Regions from separate parts of the Sus scrofa genome. Here region 1 is linked to region 2. The links are chromatin contacts, called in public HiChIP or PLAC-seq maps. All regions are on one chromosome and are shown on one strand. The core of a region is the stretch at or near the end of the contact, and the rest is flanking DNA. Distances in the headings are between cores, read along the strand shown.

What was found. HiChIP or PLAC-seq counts read pairs in DNA pulled down with a chosen protein or histone mark.
Region 1: an H3K27ac HiChIP or PLAC-seq map of alveolar macrophages shows a contact between it and region 2. The contact joins the enhancer-like site here to the promoter of LOC100511376 in region 2. A contact is called at or near these places in 1 of 5 promoter capture datasets (liver), 16 of 47 Hi-C or Micro-C datasets (alveolar macrophages, brain, embryonic fibroblasts and 6 more) and 2 of 2 datasets of contacts at active chromatin or transcription factors (alveolar macrophages and skeletal muscle).

What each region holds. Positions count from the first base shown.
Region 1 is chr3:47,646,273-47,650,879 of Sscrofa11.1, reverse strand. It overlaps a transcript of LIMS1 not described here. Among named protein-coding and RNA genes, the nearest start is that of LIMS1, 19 kb to the right of the region's middle. Within about 2 kb of position 1,594, at least 3 of the 83 cell types and tissues checked have an H3K27ac peak or open chromatin away from gene starts, as enhancers often do. A contact at or near this core is called in alveolar macrophages and retroperitoneal adipose tissue, where this site is marked.
Region 2 is chr3:47,599,771-47,604,820 of Sscrofa11.1, reverse strand. It overlaps LOC100511376 (E3 SUMO-protein ligase RanBP2), which reads left to right and starts at 3,493. Exons shown (of 30, transcript XM_021087106.1): 1 at 3,493-3,672. The coding sequence starts at 3,601.

The sequences.
Region 1 (4,607 bases), core at 345-2,844, 48 kb before region 2:
CTCTGGCTTTCTCACCACAGGGGTGTCCCCTGGGGCCTTGTCTTAGCTTCAGTTCCAGAATGTGTCCTGATGCTTGGCTGGACCCTGATGAGCCTGAGACGCACCTGGAGGGCACCTTCCTTGGTGAAGGTGATCATGTGGGCTGTGTGCAGATGGGTGGCATCACCTCCCTGGGGACCAGACAGCCTGACCTTCCCACCGCAGCCATAGCCTCCTTCATGGAAGCTGTCACCCTTCGCACCCATGGACTTAGAGAATGTCCCTCACCCCTTCAAGGGCTGGACCTCTTCTTCCCGAGGTGCATGGTGCCCAGAAACCCCACCTGTGACACTCATACCTGTGTCCTTGGCTGTTCTCTCTTGAGTCGGGGGGCTGGGGGCCCAAACGTGGTGTTTTTTAAGGAAACCTAAACTATCCACACACCCCCCCCAAAGTTCTCAAAGTCACCTTGGCTCAGCCCCAGACACACGAGATCTGTAAGTAACTACCTGGGGACACCTCAGATGCTGTGTCTTTGCTGCCTGGGCAGAAAGGTAGTTGACGTGACCCTGAGGCCTTGTCTGCCTGTTTCTGGCTGGCCCACGAGCTTAGGATGGATTTGATATTTTTCAAATGGTTGAGGAAAAAATGAAAAGACTTATTTCATGACATAGGACACTTAAACCCAGTGCCTTAAAAAAGTGTTACCGGCACAGAGTGTACTCATTTGTCACCATGGCCCCAGGTGGGCTCCCACGTGGTGACCGAGCCATGCTGTGGGCACAGATGGGTGGCTCCCTGGGCTCAGACAAGGGACCCTGGGCCTTTCCCTCTGTCTTTGCCTCTGCCTCCACCCCACCCCTTACCTCCCCATTGTGCTTATCACATCTGGGAGAAGCGAGTGTGCATCAGATGCGGCCTCTGGGTTTGTGGCCCTCAGTGGGGTCCAGGGGCGGAAACCTGCTGTGTGTGCCTGCTGCATGCAGCCCAGTGGAGAGGGCTGGCCGACCAGGAGTTGCTAAGAAAGACCACCTTTCGGTGCTGGTTGTTACGTAGCCTTGGAGGCCCTGCCTTTTTCGGTGATTAGCACCCACTTCAAGCAGTACCCTTGTCAGCCCTTGTTGGCTGGGCTGTGGGGGAACCTGCTGGGCCCACAGAGAGCAGAAGGCCCTGAGGCCGTGGAAGGGCCCCTCCCCACCTGGCTCAGCGTCAGGTGGGTGGGCCCTGAGCCCTTCAAACCCATCTGCTGTTGCCGATCACCTTGGATGAACAACCAGCCTTTGTATTTCAGTTTTATAAATATAGACTGTTAGGAGTTCCCCTCATGGCTCAGTGGTTAATGAACCTGACTAGGAACCAGGAGGATGTGGGTTCGATCCCCGGCCTTGTTCAGTGGGATCAGTGTTGCCATGAGCTGTTGGTGTAGGTCGCAGACGCAGTTCGGATCCCATGTGGCTGTGGCTGTGGTGTAGGCCAGTGGCTACAGCTCCAATTTGACCCCTAGCCTGGGAACTTCCACATGCTGCGGGTGTGGCCCTAAAAAGCAAAAAAAAAAAAGGGAAATATAGACCTGTTAGACAGTTAGGAAGAGAAGACTGCAGCTTTGCCCTTTAACCTTCCCCACAGTGAGCACATCTAGTAACATATGTTTCTTCTCTTTGGTACAGGGAAGTGTGAGTTGGGCTGTGTTGCTCTTTGAAAGGTGGTAGTGCTTTTGATCCCTGAGAAACAGCAGCGAGCGATGGCTTCAAGCAAGGCCTTAATTCTCTGCTTGGGAATTGAACCTTCGGCAGCCTGGATAAAAAACAGAAATCCCAGCAACTAGACTAACTAGAGGCTAGAAGCAAAACTGCCTTGATTCTTGTTCCCTTGTTGAAAGCAAGAATATTTCATGGAGGCAAAGACTGTGAAAAACAGTATAAGGTTTACGTATTTATTTATTTTGGTTTTTTCCAGGGCCGCCCCCCTGCATATGGAGGTTCCCAGGCTAGGGGTCGAATCGGAGCTATAGCTACCAGCCTACACCACAGCTCACAGCTATGCTGGATCTTTAACTCACTGAACAAGGCCAGGAATCATGGATACTAGTTGGGTTCGTTACTGCTGAGCCACAATGGGAACTCCCCAGAGAGGTGATTTAAATCACTTAAATAGGACTTTTTCTGGTTCTTTTTCTTCCTTTGGCCAATCGTCTTGTTTCATTTCTCACACCTGACACAGGACCCTCCCCAGTATGCATGTGCAAAGGTAGATTCCAGAGCAAAGATGCTGGGATGGTATCAGGACTTATTATGGCCTGGTGCCCCCTCCCTTTCAGACCCGTAGGAGTCTTACTGAGCATGTGTAATTGGGGAGGTCGCCTTGATCCCAGGAGTGATCGAATGGTCATCTTTCACTCTGGCAGAGCTCGCTTCTGCCATTAACTTTCTCCTTGAAGCATCAAAGAGAAGTGAGGCCCAAGTTACTCAGCCTGACAAGTCCCAGCGGTTCTCAGCCCAGGGGCCCAGCTACCTGCTCCCTCACTTTGTCATGTGTGTTTAAGGGTGTAATTCACATACACACACAAACACACACAAATACTATTCAGCCCCAAGAGAGGAGGCCAGCGTGCTGGTCCTCACACTGAGGATGGACCCCGGCAGCATTGTGCCAAGCGAAGTGAGCCGGACAGAGGAAGCCACGCCATGTTTGTTCTCTGATCTGCGGAATCTCAAAACAGTAGGATGGAGGCTCCAGAGGTGGGCCTCCCTGGGCCTGGTGCCCGCCACGCCAAAGGATTGAAACTACACTGGCTTCAGGTGCCTCTTTTAGTCCAGGTTGCACTCCTTTGCTGTCCTTGCCCGACGGGCCGGCACCACCCAGGGACGGTCTCCTGAAGCGTGGATCACGACACGACCGTCTGGCTCCTTGGTAGCTCCTGGGCTTCTCTTCTAAGGGGATTGCTTTCCTGCCATCACCTAAAGTATTTCCACACAGTTGGGGATGTGCTGAAATCAAAAGGCGTGTTCATGGAGTTGCCATTGTGGCTCAGTAGATTATGAACCCAACTAGTACCCATGAGGATATGGGTTTGATCCCTGGCCTTGCTCAGTAAGCTATAGATCCCATGTTGTTGCGGCTGTGGTGTAGGCTGGCAGCTGCAGCTCTGATTCGACCCCTAGCCTGGGAACCTCCATATGCGGCAGGTGTGGTTGTAAAAAGAAAAAAAAAAAAAATAGTGTTTGTGCTTAAAATTAGCACGTTGAAGGGGTAGTGGCTGAGGCCCCTGCTCTGTCTGTGTCTGAGCTTCTCAGAGATGCTTGGGAGTGAACCTCAGCCCCAGAAAGTCAGTTTGTAAATCTGCTATCATCACCCATATAATTTCTAAATGATTTACTCTGACAACTAAATGCCAAGATTGTAATAATTATAATTGCTTTCCTATTGGTTAAGGAAAAAAAAAAACAACTTGAAGTATCAGGTACTATCACTTATAAAAACAACAAAAAATCAGTAGACTAAAATATGTGCTTTACCCAGGTTATTTTGGATAGAAGCTATCGAAATGCAACAGTTCTACTTATTTTCTGTATGTTTCTATATCCTGGAAGCTCAGCCACTTAACTCTGTGTCTGTGTAACCCAGTGGCCATTCTATGATTAAAACAATCTTTAGACATGAATAGCCTCTACAGAAAAATCTGCTTTTAGAAGTAATCATGAAATAGGTTCCCCACATGTCAAGCAGTGGTCACATTCACTTCCTGAATCTGCTGTAACAAGCACACATACCGGGACGCTTCAAATGACAGAGACCTACTGCCTGGCATTTCTGAAGACCCCAGGCCAGAAATCATGAGTGCACTTGCTCCCTGTGATATAGCTGTGGGGGCCCCATCCTGCCCCCTCCTTCTCTGCTGTCTGTCCCCACCGACGGGTTGGGCTCTGGCTCAGGGCAACTCCCTGCCTGGCCTGGTGGACAAATGGCTGTGTCCCCACCTTGGCTGTGTCCTCGAATTGCTTTGTCCACATGTGGCTATGTCCCTCTTAGCTATGTCCCCCCCAGCTGTGTCCTCCCTGCCCCTAGCTGTGTCCCCTCCGCTGTGTCCCCCCCTTGGCTGTGTCCCCCCCGGGCTGTGTCCCTGTGTAGCTGTGTCCCCCCCTCAGCTGTTGCCCCCCCAGCTGTTGCCACCCCAGCTGTGTCCCCAAATGGCTATGTCCACGTTCGGCTGTATCCCTCTCGGCTATGTTCCCCCCTCAGCTGTGTCCCCCCGGGCTCTGTTCCTGTGTGACTATGTCCTTGCTGGGCTGTGTCCCCATGGGGCTACGTCCCCATGTGACTCTGTCCTCCCCCGGCTGTCCCCCCCCCCAGCATCGTCCTTTGTGTGTCTTTTCCCTCCTCTTCCTAGAAGGATACCAGCTGTGTGGGAGGAGGACCCACCCTGCTCCAGTGTGGGCTCAACTTGTACTTTAATTTCATCAGCAAAGACTCTATTTCCAAGTAAGGTCATGTTCAGGGTCAGGACTAAAGCATATCTTTTTGGGGGCAGAATTCCACCCAGAGCAGTGGTTTTTTTCCCTGCAGTTGTGTGTGAAGATTAGGGATAAAGTCAGTGTGCAGTTTTTTAAGAAATAGCTTTGAGGTGAAAC
Region 2 (5,050 bases), core at 2,244-4,743:
TGAAGGCCACTCAAAACTCCACAGTGAGACTTCTGTCAGCGAAAACGGAGTTAACAACCAAGGTAAGAAGAAAAAAGGGGATTTTATTTGAGCGAAATTTAGGATTATAACCTGGGAAGCAAGTTCCCGGAAAGCTGAGAACCCTCCACTTGTTAAAAGTCAAAGGTACAGTCATATGTTTTCAAGACAAAGGATGGTACATCCAAGCGACACACTGATTGATATTTTACATGAAGTTCACCAAACATAAATAGTCCTGCTGAGCACATACAAAGGGCAGCGGGTCCCCATGACCTCCTACAGAGCTAGAAAAGAACACTAATTATTATTATTATTATTATTTGCATCGTTCAGGTCAAATCAAAGTTCCCCAGCCAGGAAATGAACCTGTGCCACAGCATCGACAGTGACAACTCTGGATCTTTACCCCTCTGCACCACAAAAGAACTCCAAGAAAGCTATTCTTTTAAGAAGTTAACATTGCCAGCTCAGGAAAAACAGGGAAAAATGATTTTTACCTTCGAGTGGGTACTCCCACTTTTTTTTTTTCCTTGCAGCATGTGGAAGTTCCTAGGGCAGGGATGGAACCCAAACCACAGCAGTGACAATGCTGGATTCTGGATCCATTGAGCCACCAGAGAACTCCTGAAAGCAGAAGTTTCGTTTTGTCTTTTTAGGGCCACCCCCATTGCACATACAGGCTCCCAGGCTAGGGGTCAAATCAGAGCTGTAGCCACCAGCCTATACCACAGCTCACGGCAACTCCGGATACTTAACCCACTGAGCGAGGCCAGGGATCAAACCCTCATCATCATGGATACTAGCCATTTTCGGTTCCACTGAGCCATGATGGAAACTCCTGAAAGCAGAAGTTTTTAAATGAAAATTATGTCCAAGAACAAACCATAACGTTGGTGGCAACAAGCAGTCATGTTGGTTCCTCCTGTTTTCTGAGGTTGTCTATGAACATTTTAATCTTATCATGTCTTCCAAGTTCAGTCATGAGAATTTTCTTAGGGCTACCTACAAAGCAGTCTTTTAGGTTTACTAGAGAATGATACAAATTTAGAAGCTGAGAAAATGATGGGATGAACTGACAGTATTATCAATGATTCTGAAGAAAAAAATGAATCATATGATACATGAAAGAGAATGTGTCTGCCACGGATGACAATCTGCCACAAGGACAGAGGGGCTTGAGTGGAAAAAAAAAAAAATGAGTTTGATCAGCTTCAGTGCTGGGTGCCCGTCAGTTAATTAATTCAGAAGTTGAGGGCTCAGATTAATCAGGTAAAACTGGCTAATAAAAAAAAAGTCGTAAGCCAGATATTTCTATGGTTTCAACTCTCATTTGAATTAAATTTGCAAGGCATCAACATGAGTGATTGAGGCATTAAAGTGGCATCTGACAACTTGCAAAGAACATTAGTTAGCTGTGTGATTCAGAGGAATTGCTTGTGAGAATAAGTTTGGATGGAACTGGTCCATGCTGAGAAAAGAAGGGACATCTTCCTGGAGAAGAATGTTCATTTTTAAAGCCCAGCAGAAGAGACTCATCCCCCCATTTGGCAAAAACCAAGGTTTCAAAGCATAATAAATGTACTTAAGGAAAGCCTTTTTTTTTTTTTTTTCTCTTTTTAGGCCACACCCATGGCATGTGGAGGTTCCCAGGCTAGGGGTTGAATTGGAGCTGCAGCTGCTGGACCACATCACAGCCACACAACGCAGGATCCTTAACCCACTGAGCAAGGCCAGGGATCGAACTTGCAATCTCATGGTTCCTAGTCACATTCGTTTCCCCTGTGCCATGACGGAAACTCCAAGGAAAGCCTTTTGAGAACGTCAAGATTTTCTCTTCAGCCTACTTCTTTTCTGTATCTTCAACTACAGCAGATTAAAAGTAGTCATTTTACTAGGTGTGCTTGGGAAAATTGCTTGACCATTCACGCCCTTTGTTTCTTTATAGGTCAATTTATGCACAATAATAAGAGTAACTTCACGAAATTGCTGGGAGAATCAAATGAAATTCACTTGCAAGTAAGCTTTGGCTATTATCACCAACACTGTCCACAAGGCTTATGACAGCCAAGTTGCCACAGAACCCAGTCCTACGACTTCACCTGCAGGCTGGGCATCTCCACTTGAATACACAAATGGAAACTCAGGTGAAATAAATCAACACCTAAAGTGAGATATTCCATCCAGGACCAGTTTTCTTTACACTGTACTTCCGTTAATTATGCCAATCCCAGTAGCAACCTCACAATTGATCCTGAACCCAGTTCCCTCTGCTTACAGCTCAACAGGCCAGTACATCGGGATACTGAGGCCAGGAATAATGACTTTAATTGGAAAGCCGGCAGACTAGTGTCTCAAAAAAACCATCTTGCCTTTCTCTGAATTCAGGTTCCTTTTGTACAGAGAAAGGGGAGGGGGAGAGGCCAGTGGTCACTCACCAATGGTCCCTTGCTTGGGGGAAAGGCCCACTGCAATGCTGACCTGAGGCTGAGCAGGACCACTAAAGTTCACCCACTAACAGTGGCTTGTTTACAGAATCATTCCTGCCTTAGTACTCTTATTCATATCCAAAATGACTGAAATGAAATAGGACGGGCTGATTTTCCCTCTTTACAGAGGCAGTAATTGGTCATTGCCAAGTTTGGAAAATGGGAGTTCCCATTGTGGCCCAGCAGTAACAAATCTGGCTAGTATCACAAATACCATGAGGGCTCCGGTTAGATCCCTGGCCCTGCTCTGTGGGTGTTGCCTGAGCTGTGGTGTAGGCTGGCAGCTGGAGCTCGGATTTGACCCCTGGCCTGGGAAGTTCCATACGCCGCAGGTGAGGCCCATAAAAAGCCAAAAAAAAAAAAAAAAAAAAAAAGAAGGAAGTTTGGAAAATGGAAAAATAAAAAAGGATAGATTCTAAGTGGCCAGGCGACTTTTAAGTGTTGGATAAAACCATAAAGTCTATAAGCAAAAAATAAAAATAAACCATAACTATAAATTCTAAACTCCCTGTATACACTGATGTGATCTGCTGAAATCTGAAACCTACTGAAAACACCTTATTTTTGCTTTGTAAGGCTACACCCAAGGAATACTGAAATTCCCAGGATAGGTGCTGAATCAGAGCTGTAGCTGCCCGCCTACACCATGGCCACAGCAACGCGGCATCCTTGTACCATTGAGCTAGGGCAGGGATCGAACCGGAGCCCTCATGAATATTGGTCGGGCTCTTTTCTATGGAAGCACAACAGGAGCTCCGGAAGACGCTTTCTAAACGCCTACGACTGGCGCCGAGGTGTGACTGTTAGGAACGTCCGTGGGTTGGACCAGTCCCCGTCGCCTCGTTGTCACTACGTCACCTTCGCATTCCCGCGCACCTCGCTAGCATAGTCACCACCGAACGCCGGCGCCCGAGGGCCTGCGCGGCGCACAGTGATGACGCAACACGCACGTACGCACGCATGCACGCACGCGTGTCTGCCCCTCGCCGGCTACGGAGCTGCGTCACGGACCTTCGGGCGCCGAGCTCCTGAGACGGCGGCAGCTGCGGCCTCGGCGCTGGCGTCCCTCGCGCGGACCCCGCTCGGCGGCGCGATGCGGCGTAGCAAGGCGGACGTGGAGCGGTACATCGCCTCAGTGCAGGGCTCCGCTCCGTCGCCCCGAGAGGTGAGCGGGATGGGCGCGCGGCCTCCGGGCGGGCCGCGGCGCCATGGCTCCCACTGAGGCGCGGCCGGCGCGCGGGGGGCGGGGAGGCGGCGGGCGGGCGTTGGCGCGGCGCTCCCTTCTGCTTTTCCTTCTCCTTCTCTTCCTCTTCGTCCTCTACGGCGCCCGGCCGGCCCCGCTGTGCCCACTGCCCGGGCTCCACGCCGAGGCGCTGCCGCTTCGGCGCGGCCGCCTCGCCATCCCTCACACTCTGCATTGGAAGCTGCTTTTGCCGACTTTCGTTTTCCCGCTGGGTCGCGGGGGTTCTGAGTTCCTTCCCGGGCCTTATTGCTGGGGTAGACGTAGATGTCTCTTAGGGTACTTCCCCTTGTTCCCACGTAGGGAGTTGGCCACATCGTGGATCCGACCGGACGTGGTGCCTAGAGGGGACGGGGACGGGGACGGCGAGTAGGGGGTGGGCGCAGGATCCCGAGTCACTTCCCTGGGGTGGAGTCATAGCTATGCTGGACACAGGCTGTGGGATTTGAAGCAAGTTCTGTTTATTTCGTTAATAGGGCGGAATCAGGCTACTGATAGGAGTTTTTAGTATGTCCCGTGTTAAACATTAACGGAAGTGTTTAGCGCATTAAGTGCTCGCAGTAGATATGGGTGTTAAAGTACAGTCATTTAAGGTGTTCCGGGTAGGGGAACTTCCATATGCTGCGGGCCTGGCTCTTAAAAATAAATAAATAAATACATAAAAATGGAAAAGAAAGGTGTTTTTTTTTTTTTTTTTTTAGTGCCATCTTGACAGTTGTGTATTGCTGTTGTCATAAACTTCCTCTGTCTTTCAAATTATGAATTCGTGGGAGGTCCCTGGTAGCCTAGTGGTTAAGGATCTGGTGTCACTGCTGTGGTTCAGGGTCAGTCTCTAGCCCAGGAACTCGCGCATGCCGCGAGGATCAACGCAGGATCCAAGCCACATCTGCAACCCACACCGCAGCTCACTATACCGCAGCTCATTTAAAAAAAAAAAGTATGAATTTGTGGGTTGGGGAAGAAAGGCTCTGTATATTCAATTCTGGTGTATTCCTCTTTTTGCTTTTTATTTATTTAGTCTTTTTAGGGCCGCATCTGCGGCATATGGAGGTTCCCAAGCTAGGGTCCAATCGGAGCTGTACCTGCCAGCCTAGCCAGAGCCACAGCAACGCCAAATCCCACCACGTCTGCGACCTACACCACAGCTCCCGGCAACTCCAGATCCTCAACCCATTGAGTAAGGCCAGGGATCAAACCCTCAACCTCATGGTTCTTTGCTTTTTAAAATCGTTTCTTGCTAACTACAGTTCTATCCTTCTTGACCTGTTTTTCTCGGGTGTTTAAGATTCCTGAATGAAGGTTA